2 separate regions of the Pan troglodytes genome follow, and region 1 is linked to region 2. Evidence: chromatin contacts called from public HiChIP or PLAC-seq data. All regions are on one chromosome and are shown on one strand. Each heading gives the region's core, a stretch centred on a gene start, on an enhancer-like site or on the middle of the called end of the contact. The rest is flanking DNA. Distances are from core to core; before and after follow the strand shown. Region 1 holds the start of FERRY3 (FERRY endosomal RAB5 effector complex subunit 3). Region 2 holds the start of PARP11 (poly(ADP-ribose) polymerase family member 11).

What was found. HiChIP or PLAC-seq counts read pairs in DNA pulled down with a chosen protein or histone mark.
Region 1: an H3K4me3 HiChIP or PLAC-seq map of stem cell-derived excitatory neurons shows a contact between it and region 2, with 2.7 times the contacts expected there. The contact joins the promoter of FERRY3 here to the promoter of PARP11 in region 2. A contact is called at or near these places in 1 of 7 Hi-C or Micro-C datasets (stem cell-derived neural progenitor cells) and 1 of 1 datasets of contacts at active chromatin or transcription factors (stem cell-derived excitatory neurons).

What each region holds. Positions count from the first base shown.
Region 1 is chr10:11,710,402-11,717,088 of NHGRI_mPanTro3-v2.0_pri, reverse strand. FERRY3 (FERRY endosomal RAB5 effector complex subunit 3) reads left to right here and starts at 3,678. Exons shown (of 14, transcript NM_001280362.1): 1 at 3,678-3,770; 2 at 5,953-6,155. The coding sequence starts at 5,978. RAD51AP1 (RAD51 associated protein 1) reads right to left here and starts at 3,446. Exons shown (of 9, transcript XM_508941.9): 1 at 3,223-3,446; 2 at 249-298. The coding sequence starts at 3,239.
Region 2 is chr10:11,045,845-11,052,037 of NHGRI_mPanTro3-v2.0_pri, reverse strand. It overlaps PARP11 (poly(ADP-ribose) polymerase family member 11), which reads left to right and starts at 4,318. Exons shown (of 9, transcript XM_016922812.4): 1 at 4,318-4,629. LOC134807542 (a long non-coding RNA gene) reads right to left here and starts at 5,977. Exons shown (of 2, transcript XR_010148242.1): 1 at 5,887-5,977.

The DNA of each region.
Region 1 (6,687 bases), core at 2,429-4,928, 670 kb before region 2:
CTATGGACTTAGAGTAGTTTAGATCTAAAGAGACTTTTCACCTGGCCTGTTCATTTATCACCTACTAACATAATTTTTATCAGTATAATTATCAGCATAATTATCCCAAATGATTAGAAAACTATCTTTCCAGACCTACCTCATATGCATTTGGGCAATTTAGTCAGTGTTTGAGCTATATATGTCATATAAATTCCGAGGAAATGAGTTTCCAAATCTTTAGAACAAAAATAAGAAGCTTTACTTACCATCACTGTCAGAGTGGTCAAACTGTGAGTAATTGACTGGTTTCTTATGTCTATGACCAAAACAGAATTTTTTCATTAACACAAATGTCAATTTCTCACCACTATTACTTAAGGCTATTAATGAATATTATTTATTTATTTAATATTATTCATTTATTAATAATAAATAATGAATAAATAAACGACATAAATAAAAATGTGTTAAATGAAATGTGTTTCAATAAATGAAAATGTGTTTGGGTTCAAGTAAGAATATTTAACTCTAAAACATGATTTGCATTTTACCACAGGGATTTATCATTAGCTAAAATAGTTACAACTATACCTGATATACCTGGGTATTGTTGGCTTTTCAATTATATGATAAAGGAAAAAAATTCAGGTAACTTACAAAGAATAATCTACATAATTAACATTTATAATTGCCATACTGTTTAATTGCTGTTGGGCATTTGTAAGTTCCCGTTGTACGTGTTCTTCTGTTTTGTGTGTGCATTCTATCTTCCTTACTAGATTATAAATTTCTTGACACTAAAAGCTACTTTCTTTTCAATCTCTCCACAATACCAAATAACATTTTTATGCAACGGACACTTAAAAATGGTGAGTGACCTTGTTCCTACCACCTGAGATGAGTATCCCTTATCTGAAATGCTTGGAACCAGAAATGTTTTGAATTTTGGATTTTTTCAGATTTTGGAATATCTGCATTATATACTTACCAGCTGAGCATCCCAAATCTGAAAATCTAAAATCTGAAGTGCTCCAATGAACATTTCCTTTGAGTGCCATGTAGGTACTGCAAAAGTTTCAAATTTTGGAGCATTTCAAATTTGGGATGCTCAACTTGTACTACTTCAGAGGGCATTAGAAGAAAATGATATTCAAAGTGAAAAAAATAATTTTTTCCTCCCTCCTCTAGGCACTAAATAAAATGTTTTTCTAGTTTTTATTTCTATATTTTTGCCAAATAGCTAAATGTGAATAACCTAATTTGTCAGCTGGTTGTTCTTTCAAGTAAAAAGAATGTTCTATGAAAAAGAGGTAAGCTCAGCTCACAACTCAGACAATCTCACAAGTGCTTTTCCTTGAGATAACTATCACGCATGAGTATACAAAAGTGCTTTATGTGTACTTCCTGTTTCCTCACGCAAAATATTAAAAAGTGCACTCATATTACTCTCTTACTCTTCAGAGTTAAAGAAGTTAGAGCTGAATAAAATGTGAAAACCCCTTTATAAATTCTGAACTTGAATAATAGTAAAATAAAATCAATAGCCTATTTTTAATTAGTATACTTAAGGGTTAAGCTATGATGAATATAATAATTTCCACTACTTCATCAAGCATATTCTTAACTGAAATGATTTTTTTTTTTTTACTTTTAAGAGTATGGCAGTAAACATTGCAAAGACTAGTAGTACAATTTAGTGCCACTGCCTTAATTGTTCTGAGGTGCCAGCAGTTTTATCGTCACTGCAGTGCAAATGACAAAGCAGCGAAAAAGGCAAATCATATCTTAGTATTGTTATGAAAAGAGTTTTGACCTCATAGACCTCTAGAGAAGTTTCCAGGGACCCCCAGAGGTCTGCAGACCATACTTTAACAACTGCTGTTCTTTACAAAGGGATTATGACTCCACTGCCTGGATGCTTAAAACCCATTTCAAATTCAGCATGTTCGAAACAGAAATCTTGATCCCTCACACCTCCTAACCTTCCTTTTCCTAGTCTTCCCTATCTTAATACAAAGATCATCCATCCTGTAGCTCAGACCAAAACTATTGTGGAGTCATCTCTGATTCTTTCTTTCCCTTACCTGTACATCTACTTCATCAGCAAGTTCTGTCCACAGTGCCTCCGAAATACATCCCAAATTCATCTGTTCCATTCCATGCCCACTAATAATACCCTATCCCAAACCGCTCTCCAGTGATATAATACCTGATTTTCCTGCTCCCGTTCTGGTCACCCTATCCATCATTTATTCTCCACCAACAGCCAGTGACCTTTATAAAAGCAAACTTAGATATCTCTCCCCTACTTAAAACCCTCCACTGACTTCCCATTGACTTAAAATAAAACCTAAACTCCTTTCTAAGACTTACAAGACCCTATCTGTTCTGGCACCTGCCTATTTCTCTGGCCTAATCCCCCTACGATTCTCCCCACTGCTTGTTAATCCTACAGCTTTAGACTGTCTCTAAAATATGGTCAAGGATGGGGCCTTGGTTCCTATTCCCTCTACCCTGATCCATGACTCAGTGCATGTATTATCGCCTCAGAGTCACATATTAACTACTATATTTAAAGTAGTGCTTTCCTCTTTCGCACTCTCATATTTCGAGGCTTATTTTCGGCCCCCTAACCTCACCTCCCACTAGAATGTAACCTCCAGCACCTCGTACATTAAAGAAGTGAATATATTCAATAACTTTACTAAATGAATGGATAACTATAGGCTTCCATGGCACTCAACTGTGTAAATAGAAGAATCGTTTCTAATACCACGATGGAAAGCACAGAGGATCTGGAGTGAGATGACTTAGGTTTGAGTATTGCCCTGCCACTTACTGGGCTGTATGACTCAGATAACTTACCCTCTATACGTAGAAATGTTAAATCAATACAACAGGAATGCTTACTCTTTCTATATCAAATAACTACAGTGATGAACAAATAAAATAACACATAATTGGGCGCTCGGTGAAATGTAAAGCGCTGTTCAAACGCTAACAAGGTCTTGGTGAAAGAAACGGCGACGGTTGTGAAGGGAGGCAAAGAGAAGGAAAAAGCTACGATGCTAGGATACTTCTGAGCAACGGGTGGCTCTCACTGGAGACTGGGTTCTTGATAACCGTCCATCCTAACCCCACCATCGCTGCCCTCCGGTCTTACTCGATCCTTTCCCCTTAGTCTCATGTCTTTTCCCTTAGTTTTCTTCCCACCCCCGACGAATGTCAGGAACTACCCACCTCACAGGCCGCACCATGGTCCCTTTCAAGGCTTGGTATTTACAGTTCTCAAATTCTTGTCGGCTTCAGCGGCGGTTTCAATTCCCGCCCAAAACCAGACTTCGGAGCCCTCCGCCCCCTGTTACCAGTCGTCCAATCATCACCAGCCATGCTTGCGGCGGCGCACGCGCTGTGGGGAAAGCGAATTTGCTCCCGCCCTCCCCAAGGCACCGCTTTTCCGTATCCGGTCCACGAGAGCCGAGTTTGTGCTTTGTCCCTGCACTTTCGTCACAACGGCGGATTTGCCCTGTCTCTGAACTACAGAATAACAATAGAAATACACCTTATTGCACCTTTCAAATGGTTAAATTGAAACACGTTGGGACATAGAGGCACTTGGACTGAGAAATTTTCTACAAGATGCCAGGAAATAGAAAAGGATGTGGCGAATCTACGTTCGCGGATCCGCGGGGTGGAAAAAGTATGTCGGCAAGTCAGCTGGTTTCCCCGTGCAGGACGCGCTGACAGCTCGAGTGAGCGGACTGCCCAGGACTTCGGAACTAGACGAGGTGAGTCCAGAACCGAGTGAGGATGCCCTTTCAGACTGACAACCGTTACAGAGGGATTAGTCCCCTCACCCGGCTGAAGTTTCTCAGCTCGACCGTCTGTCTTCCTTTTCCCTGATTAATGTGAGCCTCAGAGCCTCCGCTCTGTTGGCTGTGTGTGTTCGGTCCAGACCTCCTCCCATCCCATTTTCTTATGGGAAACCTTCCTGGATTTCACGGTTGCTAAAACTGAACCAAGGCTTCAGGATAGACCATTAGTCTGAAAAAAGAGCGAGAGGAGAAAGAACTAAAGTTATCAGTTTCTTGAAACACAAGTCTAAATGTTGAACCAGAGCTTTTGTGTCTGCCTTCTCTTTTTTTTTCAACATTCCTGATTCATTCATATTTTTGCATTTATCAGTGGTTGATTCTTTTTTGCTGTGTAGTATTTATCTGATAAAATAAACAAGTTTACTATTCTCCTACTAATACGCATTTTGGTTGTTTCCAGTTTGGGGTATTATAAATAAAACTTATATGAGCATCCTTCTGGGTGTACTTTAGCGAACATATGCGTGTGTGTGTATTTGGATATATACTTAGGAATGAAATTTCTACATCATAGAATAGACATTTATGTAGTTTTGGTAGTTTTCTAACATAAAAATTTGTATTGCTTTACGTTTAATTTTAATTCTTTCTGAATAAAACAAATACCCTATCTCTTTGCATTATGGTGAAATAGACGAAGATTTTTGTGTATAGCCTACATACAGATTTGAAAATATAGTCTGGATAATTCAACTTAGCCCCGCCCCACGACATGTACAAAAGTCCTTTGAGTTTTTTTTATATTTCAGGTGATATCTTTTTAAAGAACCGTATGAATAATTTTTTGTTCTTTATTTTTCCAGTGAGCACCATAAAATAAAAACGCCATACAATCCAACAATTATTTATTAGTTCTTGCCATTCGCAACATCCTGCCTAATATATGGAATACAAGACAGTATTCCTTCCACTTCAAGAAGACTGTTTTCTAGCCAAGAGTAAGAAATAGAGCGTGATAAGTGCCATGATTCAAATAAGTCCAGGCTAATATGAGAGCCTGTCGGGACCCAATCCAGTTTTAGGGAGTTGGATAAGTCTTCCTAGAGGCTTAACTGAGACCTGAAGAATTATCAATTGTTATCCAACGAAATTAAGATCAGTAAGAGTGCTCTAGGCAAAGGAAAAGGCATTCAAAAAGATTCGGCATGGAAAGAGAAGTTTGGTGTTGACAGAAGTTCAGAATGGCTGGAAAATAAGATTTGTGAATTTGTGTGTTAGGAAGGAGAGGTGCAGTTTCTGAGAGAAGAGTGGAAATATAAGCAGGGGTGCTGTAAACTGGGATAAGGAGTTTACATTTTATCCTGAGAGCAATGGAATGTCATAGAAAGTTTTTAAGCGGATGAACAACATGATCAGATAAGTATATTCCTTTTTTAAAAAGGAAGATTACTATAACTTCAGTGTAGAAAATAATGTAAGAACTGATTTGATGGGAGAAAGCCTAGCCATAGGAAGTCCAGTTACAAGGCTGATGAATAAATAAATCTTTAATTGATGTTGATTCTTACTGCCTTTAACTAGATTTTCTTCTTCCTTAGTAGTGTCTAGTTTGCCTTTGGGGTGTGGGCTGGAAGTGGAGGTCCTGTACTCTCCCTTTTCTGTGTATCTTCTTCCCACATGGAAATCTTTCTAACACTTTCTTACTCCCCTTCCCCCAGTCGGATCTCATGACCACAACCTCTAAGTTCTCCAGGATCACTCCTTGGTCCCTGATCTGCTTCTTTGACTTTCTTTTTACCAACGGTTTCTTAAGCTTTGTATTTCCCCACCCATGAACTCTCCCTAAGAATTCTCTCTGCTCTTCTCTCAATGGTCCTTCCCTATTATTGAGAACCCTGCCTTGGAATATAAAGTACTTTATGGCCATAATTTTTTTTCTTAAATCAAGTTTAAAACAAAGTGTCTTTTTTTTTTTTTAAGAAGCACTTTGTTTTCATCATGAAGATGGAAGTACAGGGATAAACACTTGGGAAAAACTAGAATAATTGGCTCGTAGACAAAATCTCTTCAATGGTGGAATGTTTTCTTAGAAGTGGGACAGCAATAATGAAACATAATTTCTTTATGGACTTATAACCTACTGCTTTTTTGTTAGTTCTGTAGAAATCCTGTCAAAGAATATGAAGAAAAACAGAGAAAGATTCTGCAATAGAGAGAGAGAATTTGTATATAAATTTAAAGTAGGAAGTCAGTGCTTAGAACTGAGAGTGCCACTCAGATTTCCTGTTCAAGAGAATGCCAGTCATTTACATGGACGTCTGATGCTGCTGCACAGTTTACCGTGCTTTATAGAAAAAGGTGAGGACTGATTTTTTTTTAAGTATCACCACTTTATTAGTTTCAATAGTCTGTCATTAGAAGTTTCATATTAGAAAGCATAAACCTAAGAAGCTTTGGAAACAGCCATAACATAGGAACTGATTCCAAGAATAAAAACATTTCTCCAGAGCTTTCTTTTATTGAGTGTTTTTTCCTATAAGTGGTAGTTGTTTACAAAATATAAAAATTAGATTTTATAATGAAAAATTAGCTACAAAGTTGGGAATTAGAGGAGCTCTTCTGAATTTAGTTGGGTGAAGTTATAAGGCAGTTTAGCTATCGCTAATTGTGCTAATAGAATTATAGTGCTAAATTGGTTGCCCTTTTAATAATCTGGTCATTAATTTCTGAGATGCCATAGAACAGAAAGTGTACTAATTTTTGAATAGTCTTTGCTTACCTAAATTAGTTTTATAAAGTTATATGTATTAAACCGTTTTTAAAGGTCTGTGCTCTATCTCACAGTCTAGGAAAAATTTAAAATTCAGAATATGTTAGATCACAGGTTAGA
Region 2 (6,193 bases), core at 3,069-5,568:
GTGGGTAAAATGCTATCAAACCAAATCACATGCTACGGAGAAATCTTTCATGAAAGAAAGAGTCAGTTGATGGTGGCAAACTTTGCTGTTGTCTTATTTTAAGAAATTACTGTAGCCACCCCAGCCTTCAGCAACCACCATCCTGATCAGTTAGCAGCCATCAAGATCAAGGCAAGAAACTCCACCAGCAAAAAGATTATCACTTGCTGAAGGCTCAGATGATTGTTAGCATTTTTTTTTTTGAGAAGGAGTCTCACTCTGTTGCCCAGGCTGGAGTGCAGTGGCGTGATCTTGGCTCACTGCAACCTTCACCTCCCAGGTTCAAGCGATTCTTGTGCCTCAGCCTCTCAAGTAGCTAGGATTACAGGTGCCTGCCACCACGCCTGGCTAGTTTTTGTATTTTTAGTAGAGATGGAGTTTCACCATATTGGCCAGGCTGGTCTCGAACTCCTGACATCAGGTGATCTGCCCACCTTGGCCTCCCAAAGTGCTGGGATTACAGGCGTGAGCCACCATGTCCAGCCGATTGTTAGCATTTTTTAGCAATAAAGTATTTTTAAATTAAGGTATGAGCATTTTTTATAGACATAATGGTATTGCACACTTACTGGACTATAGTATAGTATAAACATAAGATTTATATGCATCGGGAAAGCAAAAAATTTATATGACTTGGTTTATAATAATATTTGGTTTATTGTGATAGTCTGGAAGTGGACTGGAAATATCTCTGAGCTATGCCTGTATGTTACCTGCCCATTAGTTTCTTGGTAGCTGTCTTGGTTATCAGGTTGGAAAAAAAAGTGTATACTAAGTTTGGTACTTTCTGTGGTTTCATGCAGCCACCGAGGGTCTTGGAATGTATCCCCTGCAGATAAGGGGGAACTGCCATCATCTGCTAAAGACCACAAGAGTTTGGGCTACAATGATGGAGCTCACTCTTGAGTAAGTTATGGGAGAGTTCGGTAAAGTTGTTTTCTGTGAGGATATTTTAGAAAGTCCTAGATCTATTATGTTGCCTCAGCAAGATAAGAGGTGTCTCATTGGGTATAAGCCCAAATACCTAAAAGGGCCTAGGGAGGTAATTTAAACGAGACTGACAGCCCATTCCCAGTCTAAAGGAGTCAACATGGCTTCAGTCAGTTGTTGACATATGGGAATACAGTGTGAAAGCAAAACTGGAGGCCCATGTTATTAAATTTGAAATTTCCCAGTTTTAAAATAGTGGCCATTTATTTTAAAAAGTTTAAATACTTTGTGTGTGCTAAATAATCATTAAGGACGCTTCCAATACTTGCTGTTTAACTCAGTGGTCCTAAAGCAGTAAAAATAAGCAAAAAAAATCACTAAAATTCATATAGCCGTTTTCACTTCCCTTCATGTTACTTAGGTATAGAGCACTATATTTTAAGGAATTGTTCACTCAATATGTACTCAAACCAGTTGTGTTCTCTCCATCCCACTCTCCTACCACCAGCTCAGGCAACTCCACATCTTCAAGAAAACAAAGTATAGCTCCAGCCTCACAAAAGATTGAGGACCTGGCTCTAACCTTTCTAGTTAAACCTGCTTTGTAAAAATTCACTTCCAACTTCAAGGAAGAGCTAGTTCCTAAATCACTTAAACTGCTACTGTTCATTCTTCAAGGCTAGCATTACTCTGATACCAAAACTTGTTACAGACAAGCACAAAAATCAGTAACAATGGACCAATTTTATTAATTATAAATACATTTTAATCCTAAATAAAAGATTAACAAATCAAACCCAGCATGGCTTTCATTTGATCAAAAAATAATAGAACATGACAAAGCAGAGTTTATTTCAGAAATGTAAGAATGTGTTGAACACTAGGAAATCAATGAGCATAATTCATTATATAAAAGAGTCAGAGTAAAAAACGAATATAGTGATAGAGGCTAAGAGACAGTTGGTAAAATTTTGCACTCTTTCCTGATTTAACAGCATGTAGTAAAACAGGATAGAAGAAAATTTCTTTAAAGATGATAGTGTATTTTCAGAACACCAACTAGCAGGCGCAGTGGCTCACGTCTGTAATCCCAGCACTTTGGGAGGCTGAGGCGGGTGGATCACCTGAGGTCAGGAGTTCGAGACCAACCTGGCCAACATGGTGAAACTCCATCTCTACTAAAAATACAAAATTAGCCAGGCATGATGGCATGTGCCTGTAGTCCCAGCTACCCGGGAGGCTGAGGCAGGAGAATTGCTGGAACCCAGGAGGCAGAGGTGGCAGTAAGTCCAGATTGTGCCACTGTATTCCAGCCTGGGCGACACAGTGAGACTCTATCTCAAAAAAAAAAAAAAAAAAAAAAAAAAGAATACCAACTAGCACTAGCACCAAATGGGCACATGCTTGCCTTACTGCATTAAAGCTGGATATCCATTATCTTGTCCTGTAGTCTTAAACATTTTTCTGATGTTTTGACCAATGCAATAGGAAGAAATAAATGCATTATTTGCAGGTGATAATGATTGTCTGTGTACAAATTCATAGAGATGAGCTGTCAAGCTATTAGAACTAACAAGACATTTTTTCATAGTGTGGTAGGATACAAAGTAAATAAACAAAAATCAATAGCTTTCCTAAATTACAGCAATAAGAAATATCTCACTTACAAAAAAACTATAAAATATCTAGGAACAAACTTCCCAAGGATTATGCAAACCTATGTGATTTTTTTTTTTTTTTTTTACAGATGCTGATGCAGATCTGAAAAAAATTGTTAATGCAACTAAAGATACAGAAAACAAGTATTTCTGAATGGAAAGACCCATGATATTGAAAATTTTGAAAAAGAAGAGAATTAGGAGAGGTTCCTTTATGAAAAGGCAAATATATTAAATATGTAATAACTGTGGCATATTTTAGGAATAAGCAGATAATTAATAGAGGAGAATGTTCAGAAACAGATATATATGTGTATGTATACCTATGTATATGTATATGCAAATTTAGGTTGTAATTAACAGTGGCACTTCAAAGTAGTGAGGAAAGAATATTCACTAAATGACATGGGGGCAACTGGTCAACCATTTGGCAAAAACAATCTCTTATTAAACTATTTTATTTCCAAGAATTAATTCCAAGAAGTAAATGGACAAATGTGAAGAAATGCCTGTTGAAGGATTTTTTTGGGATAGTGAAAAATAGAAAACCACTCAAATGTCTATTCAGTAGATTATTTCAAATGTGTGTGTCTATTTGTGTGTACGTAGTATACACATAAGTTATGGAATGCCATGAGTCTACTTTAAAATATGGCCGGGTGCAAGATGGCTCACACCTGTAATCCCAGCACTTTGGGAGGCCAAGGCAGGTGGATCACCTGGGGTCAGGAGTTCGAGACTGGCGTGGCCAACACGGCGAAAACCTGTCTCTACTAAAAATACAAAAATTAGCTGGACGTGGTGGCGCACATCTGTAATCCCAGCTACTCAGGAGCCTGAGGCACGGGAATCGCTTGAACTCGGGAGGCGGAGGTTGCAGTGAGCCAAAATGGCGCCACTGCACTCCAGCCTGGGCGACAGAGTGAGGTTCTGCCTAAATAAATAAATAAAATGATGAAACAGATTTAAACTTAATGGAATGGAAGGATAGCCACATAATCTTTAAAGTGAAAAAAAAAATCAGGTTCTAAATCTATAGGTATTCTTTGATTACATTTTTTTCAATGTGTAGAGGCATAGAAAAGTCCAGAAGGATCTATAATGAGCTGTTTAATTTTCATTTCCTATGGGGTAGATCCTTTGTTGCATGGAAGATTATTTCACTCTGTCAGCTCTCTTTACATCAGTAGGAATACATCCTCATGGTTTTAAACATCTTGAGGGAGCTTTCCTGACACTCTACTCTAGGTAAATATGCTCGCATAGCACTCTCTATTCACCATATTACCTATAAATCATATTGCACTTTTTAACTTTTCTAAACTACTTTTTGCTTTCTTTTCTAGATTATAAAATCTTGAGGGCAGGGATAGTATGTAAAGGTTCCCTTGTGAGCAAATAACCGTCACTTATTGAACTCTGTGTGCCAAATACTGTGCTAAATGCTTTCAATAATCTCACTCTTAGGGAGATATTACTACCATCTCCATTTTGAGGATGAAGATATTGAAAGATTATGAAGTTTCTCCCAAATGCCATTGCCAGGCCTGTGTGACTCTTGGCCGTTACACGGTGATCAATAAAAATTTGTTTCATAGGAAAGAAATACAGCCAGCCGTGGCTTTAAGATCACTGGGTGATACAGTTGGACCAGAAACCCTTTAAACTCCTTCGTCAGACACAGACTCGCAAGCCCCGCCCAGGACGACCGCCCGCGCGCGTACGGATAAGCGTGCAGGGGCGGGGCGAGCTTGTGGGAGTGGGGCGGAGACAGATCTGACTGGCCAACGTCGGGCGGAAGTCGGGAGGTTGGGTGGTCTGTAAACGCTGGCTTGTGACAGGGAGGGGGAGAAGGAAGGCCTTCGTAAAGGTTGCATCTCCGTCCCTTCGCTCCCGGGGACCCGCGGGAAAAAAAAAATCCAACACCCAGGCCCCGCGGCTAGCCCCTTCCCACAGGCTCTCTCCGCTCGATTTTGTCACCGTTATGTGGGAAGCGAATCCAGTGAGTAGCCGGGCGGGACGGGGCGGGCCCAGGGGGCGGGGTTGATGAGAGAGGGGCGGGAGGGGGTCACCGGAACTGCTTCCCCGCGCTCGCTTCAGTCTGGGTGTTGAGTTCCGGGACCGGAGTTCCTGGGCCTTTTGGCTTCTGCAGTCTGTACCTTTTTAAGCAGTGGAAGTGCCTGGGTGGATTCTCCAATGCTTTGTTGTTTTCTTGTTACAATTATTTATTTTACTTCCCGTGATGTTTCAGCCTCATCCCTTCACCATTTGTTGTTGTTGTTGTTGTTTTTGAGACGGAGTCTCGCACTGTTGTCCAGGCTGGAGTGCAGTGGCGTGATCTCGGCCCACCGCAACCTCCGTCTCCCGGGTTAAAGCGATTGTCGTGCCTCAGCCTCCCGACTGCCTTCACTGTTTTTTGAAACTTTGTGTTTTGCTTTCTAATTGGAGTAACTGGCCTTGGAACCTGTAGTCAGTCATTTGCCTCAGGTTTACCTGCCAGTCCCACCAGTCTAAAGCAAGGGAATTGGGACCCCCTTGTCTTGAATGGGCCTAAGAGGAGCCATCAGTTCTCCTTTTCCCTTCTTGGTGGACAGTCGTTTAAAACTTGGAGTATGGACTGTATGTTCTTAGATGTTTTCGTTCGGTGGACAAAGTGATCTGGAGCATTTCAACTGCAAGTCTGCCTTCTTCCTTGGCTGACTCTGGTATTTTCATTATGACTTCATGTGTCTTTGTCTACTTTGCTTTTATACATTTATTTATTTAAAGTGCAACGCAGGGGCAGAAAAGTTTAGTACCTTTCCTCACCACCCATTGTAAGGATCACAGCCACCACTCCTTAAAACAGAAGATAGGTTAACAAGGTAAAAGCAGAGCAAATCTAATCAAAGTTTTACACCACCAGGCACTTCAGAGACCAGGGAGATCTCTGTTTTTAGGCGTAGGACCCATGAAGAATAGACAACTGTGTAAAAATGTGATTGGACAAAGGATATACTCTAATGTTAATAAACTGAGGAAGGAAACCCAGCAAGGTCTGTTTGTTCAGATTCTTCTTGGCCTCTCTGTGTATCATTTCTTCCTCCTACGGAGGAGGAAGGACCCTTCTGGAATGAGGGTCTTAGCGACCTACTATCAGGCAAGGTAGGTTAGAGAATTTCTTTATGGCCAGTTCCTACAGAGAATGGCAGGGAAGCTTAATAGTTCCAGTTTTTATGGTTTGCTTTGTAGGAGAGGGATCCTAGTTTCTATCACTCACCTTGGGGAAGAATTCTGGTTTCTGTAACTCACTTCTGGGACGAAAGATGGGCAGGAGACAGAAGGGCAAGAGATCAGAGGGAGAGGCTGCTTCCGAGGCTGCTTCTGAGGCCTTCCAGTCTCTTTTAGTTCAAAGTATTCAGCATGCCAAAGTGTCATACTTCGGGGTAGTATTTTCTGAGCCCCAACACAACCCTCAGAGAGTGGGATCTATTTGCCCAGAGTATTCTTCTGTTGTTATGGTTGAAACTGCCTGGTAAGGTGGCAGATGTATGGTATTTAAAACTTAGGAGTTGACTGGAAAAATG